Regions from separate parts of the Anas platyrhynchos genome. Here region 1 is linked to region 2. The links are chromatin contacts, called in public Hi-C maps. All regions are on one chromosome and are shown on one strand. The core of a region is the stretch at or near the end of the contact, and the rest is flanking DNA. Distances in the headings are between cores, read along the strand shown. Region 1 holds the start of PTPRM (protein tyrosine phosphatase receptor type M). Region 2 overlaps PTPRM (protein tyrosine phosphatase receptor type M).

The links. A called contact is a pair of places that touch in the nucleus more often than the background predicts.
Region 1: a Hi-C map of skeletal muscle shows a contact between it and region 2, with 1.9 times the contacts expected there. The contact joins the promoter of PTPRM here to the enhancer-like site in region 2. A contact is called at or near these places in 2 of 8 Hi-C or Micro-C datasets (skeletal muscle and subcutaneous adipose tissue).

Annotation. Positions count from the first base shown.
Region 1 is chr2:51,234,221-51,238,001 of IASCAAS_PekinDuck_T2T, forward strand. It overlaps PTPRM (protein tyrosine phosphatase receptor type M), which reads right to left and starts at 1,973. Exons shown (of 32, transcript XM_027452030.3): 1 at 1,536-1,973. The coding sequence starts at 1,608.
Region 2 is chr2:51,146,928-51,150,909 of IASCAAS_PekinDuck_T2T, forward strand. All of the region lies in intron 1 of PTPRM (protein tyrosine phosphatase receptor type M), which reads right to left. Among named protein-coding and RNA genes, the nearest start is that of PTPRM, 87 kb to the right of the region's middle. Within about 2 kb of position 1,459, at least 1 of the 8 cell types and tissues checked has an H3K27ac peak or open chromatin away from gene starts, as enhancers often do.

The sequences.
Region 1 (3,781 bases), core at 723-3,222, 88 kb after region 2:
ACGGGGAGAAAGCAGGCCAGATGCTGCACCCCGTGGCATCCTCTGCAATCCCATTTCAGCCTGTAGATCGTGGTGTCTCTCCCTCAGAGCTCTGGAGGTACTGGAATCGCCTTGTGCAATAACTAGATCCACCTACGGGCATCACTGAATGGTTTGTGTTTCCTACGGCCGTGTGTGGCAATGGAAATGAAGACAACATGAATGGTGCTTAAATGCTGACTCCAGCATAGCATCGGCGTATCACACACGCAAGTCACTTACATATCCAGAATAAGAGCTGCCCTAGCTCAACTTTGAACAAGGAGTACAGGAGTTTGTGCAGGTCAGCAGTGAGTTACGGATTTGTCTTCATAAAGGAAGAGCTCTCACTGAAGCCCGGACACTGGACTTCCCATATTAATGAGTTATAGGGCTAATATACATGAGTTCAGTTCCATAATTCACTACAGAGCTCAGCTTCGTCCTACCACGACTGTTTGGAAAAAGATTTCATCATTCGTATATCTCATCTCGGTGCTAAACATCTCTCTGCTCAGGAGCCCTCTGTCTCACCCGCAGTAAAAAACGCGGCGGAGAATTTAAGGGAAATGCAGCTGCATACACAAAAGGTCGCTGGGACCTGACATAAACCCAGATTTTTCTAGTTTTAAACGAGTTTAAAAGCAGACCACGAACTCTCTACCTCCCCCCCCCCCCCCCCCCCAATAAAACTTGCTGTAGCCACAGAGCCGCACGGGAGCACGGCGTGCGCCCAAAACACCCGGCAAGCAGCCTGCGCACCCAGCGAAGCCTCCAAGCCTCGCTCCCCACCGAAGCTGACTTCTCATGAGCTGAGGACCAGATGTCTTCAATTTCTTCACCGTACTTTGCAGCAACTTCGTGCTGGAAACAGCCCACGACACACACACACATCCCTCCCCCCCCCCCTCCCCGGAGCGAGCTCTGCGCGCTCCGCTGCGAAGGGGATTTCACAACCCGGATTCCCGTCTGAAATTACGGGTTTCTTCGGCACGGAAAAAGGACGGGGGAGCAGCGGGGGGCTGCGAAAACCCACCCGAGGACCCGAGGGAAGAGGGGCTCGCCGCTCCGCCGGCTGCCAGCCCCGCCAGCCCCACGCACGGGGGGGGTCCCCCAAAGCTGCGACCCCGCCGTGTCGCGGCCGCCCGACGGCGGGGGCTGCCCGTGGGGGGCTCCCCTCGCCCCTCAGCCTCCCCGGCAGGGGTCAGGGGGAAACTTTTGGCAAGGGGGATGCGGGGAAGAGCCGCAGCCCGAGCGGGGCACGGCCCGGCCCGACCCCGCCGGCCGCTCGCCCTTCCCTCCCCTCCCCTCGGCGCCCTTCCCGTCCAGGCGCACGCCAGCGGCATCCCGCCCGCCGCCTCCTCTCCTCCTCCTGCAGACACTTTTGTTGTTGTTGCTGTTTTTTTCTGTTTTTCCCCCGTTTAAAAAGCGGCTACGAAGTGTCAGCCCCGCCGGGGGTGGGGGGTGAGGAGAGAGGAACCCAAGGCAATGTGTCCCCCCCCCCCCCCGACCCTTACCTGTGAACGTCTGCGCTCCCGCTGCCAGCAAAAGTCCGGCCAAAGTAAGCAGGCAAGTCCCAACTTTCCCCATATTTCCACCCCTTCCTGCCGCGGATCCAGCAAAGTGCCAAAGTGTCTGCCAAAAAGTAGGAGGCTCCCCCCTTCGCCCCCCTCCAGCCGCTGGGGCAGGCGGGGAGGGGGCGGCCGGGACTCCCCCTCGGGGCTCCCCGCAGCCGCTCCGTGCGCTCCTCGTCCCCTCCGGCTCCTCGGGGTGCCCGGAGAGGGGCTCGGGGACCCCGCGGTGCCTTCCTCCGCCCGCTGCCCTCACCCCGGGGGCTGCCTCCCCGCCGGCTCCCGCTGCCCGGAGCCCGGTGGCCGGGGCGGGTGTGTTGGAGGGGGGGGGGGCAGCCGTAATGCCGGCGTCTCCCCGCCCGGCGCCGCCGCCGGTCCCGGTTGAGCTCGGCTCCCTGACTGACTCGCGGTCCCCCCCGGCAGGCGGGCGGGCTGAAGGGAGCGGGGAAAGTCACGCCCAGCCGGCGGCGGCGCCGCTCGGCCCCGCTAGAGGGCGAGGCGGTGCGGGCCGGGCGCCGCGGGCGGCTCCGGGGGTCGCGGCGTCGCCCCCCCCCTGCCCCGCAGCTCCTGTCCCGGATGGGGACAGGGACGGGGACGGGGATGGTGCCGGGGGACCGAGCCCCCAAACGCGTGCCCTGAAAGTTGAGCGCCTCGCCCCGGCTGCTTAGGGCGCCCCTGGCAGCCCGCCCGCCCCACAGCCCTGCCGGGGGTGGGAAATGGGCTCGGAGGGGCCACGCTTCAAACCGAGAGGAAAATCCTTTCAAAACGGAGCTGCCTTCGTCCCTTGCACGCTGAGGGGCCCGGGTTTTTACTCCGCAGCCCTCTCCGTTTGGGGGATGCGGCTCCTGGAGTCCCCAACCTTCAGACACCTCGATAATGTGTGTATTGGTTTTAAACCTTTCCGAACTTGGCATCTAGGGGTGGAGGTGTTTTTGTTGGCTATCATCACTTTCAGCTAAAGCTTATTTATTTGTTTGTTTCTTTGCTTGTTTTATTTCAGGTGCAGGTGGCTGGCCAAACTTAACTCCTGTTTATTCCCCGGGGTCACAAACAAAACGGTGGAAACAAGAATCAAAGTAGTGCTGCAATTAAGGGTTGGAGCTGGCAAATAAAAACCACAAAAGCTCGGGTTCTGCGTTGCCTGTTTTCTCCAGAGCGGGTCCTCTGTTTTCTTTTACGATACCCTCATGTGTGCTTAGCTTCAATCCCGTTGCCACTGAAGCCTTAACCCATCCCCCATGCAGTTCTGCAACTTACAGCGCATATCAAAGATGTATCCGTATCCTGTACTATATTTACACAGAACACATCCTCTTCAAAGTTAGGCCCTTCAGCTCCGTCCCCTCCTGCGAGCCCCCCAGCCTCTCTGCTGTCAGGGCACTGGTTTAGCAATGCCCGTGTTAACCTGATGCCATCTCCACGAAGGGACGTGAACTTTTTCAGATCTGTGGGGTGTAAAGGCAGCAGCTACCTCCTGAGTTAACACAAGGGGGCAGAATAGCATTAATTGTTGTCTTTCCTGACGTCAGACTTTTCCCTTGAACTGTGAGCGTTTTCTTCGTCTATTAATTGCCTGGAATTTCCTAGTTGTCTGCGCCTCCCACCTCCTCCCAGAAAAGTTCTTAATCCCCCCAGACCTTGATAACCTATGCTATTTTCTTTCTTTCTTTTTTTTCTTTTAATAATAATTCTACTTTTTTTTTTTTCTCCCGTGCATAATTTATGCAAATTGTATGCTCTCTAAAAGCTGCAGTTACAGCATCTCTACGTTAGAAAGTCTAGCTAGTCTTGGAAATGTTCCTTGTGCAGCTACAGAACTGTTTTTAAAAACTTAGTAAGTCTCCTAAGTAATTTAACTTACACTAAATTTTCAAATGTATCTACTAATAGATTTGACACTAAAAAATCTACGGTTAAACTAGTTCTTATGCTACTGATGACTTCTCTCTAGTTGTAACGACCAGAAACACATAAAAAATCTAGCTCTAATCAGCTAATGTCAGTCTTAACACAGTATGATAAAGTATCATGTTCAGACGTACAACCTTACCTCTGACCTATCTTTTTGACAGGGAAATGAAAACTTCATGCCAATATTCACTGCTCTCTAATGTTAGCTTACAGAGGATGATACAGAAAGTCAGCAAGTTCTGTGAAAGAGTAGGTAAGAATGGTCACAGTTATAGAAGCAG
Region 2 (3,982 bases), core at 209-2,708:
CCTCAGCATAATCACACAGAGTTTCTAGGTTGGAAGAGACCTCAAGATCATCGAGTCCAACCTCTGACCTAACACTAACAGTCCCCACTAAGCCATATCACTGAACTCTACATCTAAACCTCTTTTAAAGACTTTCAGGGATGGTGACTCCACCACCTCCCTGGGCAGCCTGTTCCAGTGCCTAACAACCCTTTCAGTAAAGAAGCTCTTCGTAACATCTAACCTAGAACTCCCCTGGCGCAACTTAAGCCCATTCCCCCTCGTCCTGTCACCAGGCACGTGGGAGAACAGGCCAACCCCCACCTCTCTACAGCCTCCTTTAATGTACTTATACAGAGCAATAAGGTCGCCCCTGAGCCTCCTCTTCTCCAGGCTGAACAAGCCCAGCTCCTTCAGCCGCTCCTCATAGGACTTGCTCTCCAGGCCCCTCACCAGCTTCGTCGCCCTTCTCTGGACCCGCTCAAGCACCTCGATGTCCTTCTTGTAACGAGGGGCCCAAAACTGAACACAGTACTCGAGGTGCGGCCTCACCAGAGCCGAGTACAGGGGGACGATCACCTCCCTAGCCCTGCTGGTCACACTGTTTCTGATACAAGCCAGGATGCTGTTGGCCTTCTTGGCCACCTGAGCACACTGCTGGCTCAAGATAATACAGGACAGAAGAAAAGGACTGGGTTAGGAATGGAAGCCTCTTTGGAATCTTCTGCAAACAACAGGCTTCGCCACAAGGAATAAGAAAATGAACAATTAGATTTTAAAAAGTATGTTTTTCTTTGAAAATGAAAAAAAACAATTCTTTAAAACTATTAGCTTTATATCATGTTATTACAAGGATTGAAGAAATACAATTTAGTTTTCTAAAATATTTCTAGCGACTTAAGAATTCCACCATGTGGAAGTGGCTTAAGAATTTATATGGCTATTTTGAAAGCAGTACAGAACTTTATAAATGTCTTCTGCAAAATGCACAAGAGCGTTGCACAGACATTTATGGCATTGCTAATTCAGTAGGTAGTTAACAACAGAATAAGTACAGCAAAACCCTAAACCAACACCAAGGTAAATCTATGGGGATGACATTTTACAATTAAAATGAAAAAAACCATCTTAATTTGAGTTTATGGAGTTAATATATCAAAGACAACTCCAAGTTCAATAACCACAAGTTGTAGTTCAGTGCCTTTTAAAAATAAAATTCCCTGTAGAGACACTCCTATATTGTGCTGAAGTGCAAGATGAACCTCAGCCCTACACTCAAAATTAGGAGTTCATCTGAAAACATAACAGCAGCATTTCAGAAACACGATTTGTGTTGAGCACAGCTTCCCAGCAGTATCCCCATGGGAGCATTTTGCCCAGCAGTTTGCTCCCTCCAGCACGTCTAGGGGCAGGTCCTGACCTTGTCCAAGCCAAGCCAGACTGCGCAGAGCAGCACTGCTGAATCACGCCAGCACAGTTCCACCGACTGGCAGCCAAGGACACAACAGGCAGGAGGATCTCCAGGCTGACACCCTGGGTGCGACAGCAGCCACATTCCAACAGCTGAAAGCAGAGATCCTGAGAGCTGTCATATTTCACATCCTGTTATGATGGGCTGAGGACGAAGATTTAACTCTGCAGTTGGCAACGCTGCTGCAACACGTCAATCCATAAGCTGAAGATTTGGTCTGCATCCAACAGCTGATGCAGCCCGCCTGGTGGAGTCAACCATCAGCACTGCTGTTCCTGTATCCCTCTCTCAATACTGGGTACTGATTTTTGCTAGCCACTTTCACAATTAGGGACGTGGTCCAGAAGCAGATACTGGCTCTAAAATGCTGCATGCCATGGCCTGGATTTCAGTGCTTATTTCTTTCCTGTGACAATTTCTTGTGCAGTATCAGAACTCAGAAAAACACATTACCCGTTTTTCACGGAATGAATGAAATATCTCATTACGTTGCTAATTGATAAGTATTTAGAAGACTACTTAGCAAGCACTTGGTTAACTGGATTTTCATCTTGATTTAACTTGTTTCTTATTAGAAGGGGACAAAATCTAGTTTGGCTGTACTATCATACCAGCAACATGCAATAGTTTACTCATCTCAACAAGGCAAGAAAGAAACTGAGGCACATGCAGAACCAAGGAGTTGAATATTCTCAAGACTGCAAGAGGATTGACCTCTCCTGGACTTTGGACACAACTGACTAAATTGGAAACTTCATCCCCTTACGGCCCTGAACCCCCACTACCTAATCCAGGGAACACGCAGGTACCTCAGAAGGACGATTTAGACATACCATACTGTTGCTTCCAATTCAGATTTGGTTGCTGCTGTTTATGTGCTAGATACTCATAACGCTTTATCTATGCAAGTTCATTTTTTAAACAGCTTTGAAAAATCCCTAGTTCAAATTAAATGTTTTGTAACAAATGTCAAAACTGTAAATCACTGTACAGTAGCAGTAAGCTGATGGAAAAGATGCAACTTGCTCAATACAATTCTCCAAATCTTTTAAGCCAAAAATTGTTTAATACAATTTAACACACCCTAGAGTGTAGTTAAATAATTGTGATAGATGGCAGTGTGTCTTAGTCTTTTCCATTTGTTAAATGATGATAGATGAATTATGCACATTACTGAATTTCAATGCATGCTTTCTGTTCACCACTCATGTTTCATGAAAAACATCCAAAGAACAAATAGTTTAAATGTATCTCCATCAGAACAATACTACAGTCTACAGTTATGGTAAAGATGATGAAGGCCAAAAATGTTTTGAAGTCCCCTGGCACTCACAGCAACAACAAATGTATGGCGGTAATGTAGCTACTAACATATTTGCTACTATCTCTGTTTTAAATAAACTAACTGAGCCTCTATCTGTTTTTTTTTTTTTTTTTTTTTTAAAAAAAAGTTTCTTTGTTATTAGCACTATATGAGAACAACTCTGGGGGAAGGAAAACTATAATGATTCAAAACTGGAAAAGTCATAGGTTGGGGGAGAAAGAAGAACTGTCTTTTTTTTTTTTTGAGCTATTACCTACCTTGGCATCAAAGTCACATTTTAAAAATTATTTTATGAAAGAACTTTTTTTTTTAAACATAAGAAAAACAAGAAAAATATTTCTAAGTATACTGTAATAGTTTCTAAGAAAACTTCACTTGAGCAGCCATTCGGTAATTATCTGCTCTTTGGCAACACCTGCGCTGAGCCTCCTAGGATGTACAATTTGTCATTTTAATGCATAACACAGAATCCCAGAGCACTAGACTGCAGAAAAAAAAAATCCATACTATCTACTTTTTCAAAGGATTTTTATCTTGCAATAATTGTTGCATGTGAATGTATCTGATTTCTAGCCCCTTCAGTATTCTTGCTCTCCCAGGGTGGCATTTTGGAAGTGTCTGCATACCTTGAGTGATGCTCTTCAACTGGACTGCACTTCATTTAGTCACTGATGTGCCTTAAACTCCTTAATTTGGAGGAATTTATGAAGTGAAAGTGGCCAATACAGAGATTTTTCTTTAGAAAAAGACAGTCTATGCCTTCATGTGTATTAGCAAACTACTGCAACTCAAAATCATGGAATCACAGAATGCTTGAAGTTGAAAAAGACCTCCAAGAACATGAAGTTCAACCTTTAAACTAGCTCTGCCAAACCTACCACTAGACCACATCCCTAAGCACCACATCTTTTGATGTGCATCGCCTCCAGGGATGGTGATGCAACTACTTCTCAAGGCAGCCTGTTCCAGTGCTTCACAACCCTTTCAGTGAAAAAGTTTTTCCTAATATCCAACCTAACAGTCCCCTGGTGCAACTTGAAGCCATTTCCTCTTGTCCTAAGATGTCTGACAGTGATGTACTGGAAGATTAACAGAAACAGCTTCTGACTTCAGATGCACTTCAGATGCCAGGAGAAAGTCTATAAAACCCATGGAGGTACAGCAGTGAAGGACAAGTCAAAAAAAAAAAAATCTCATCAGGCTTTAAA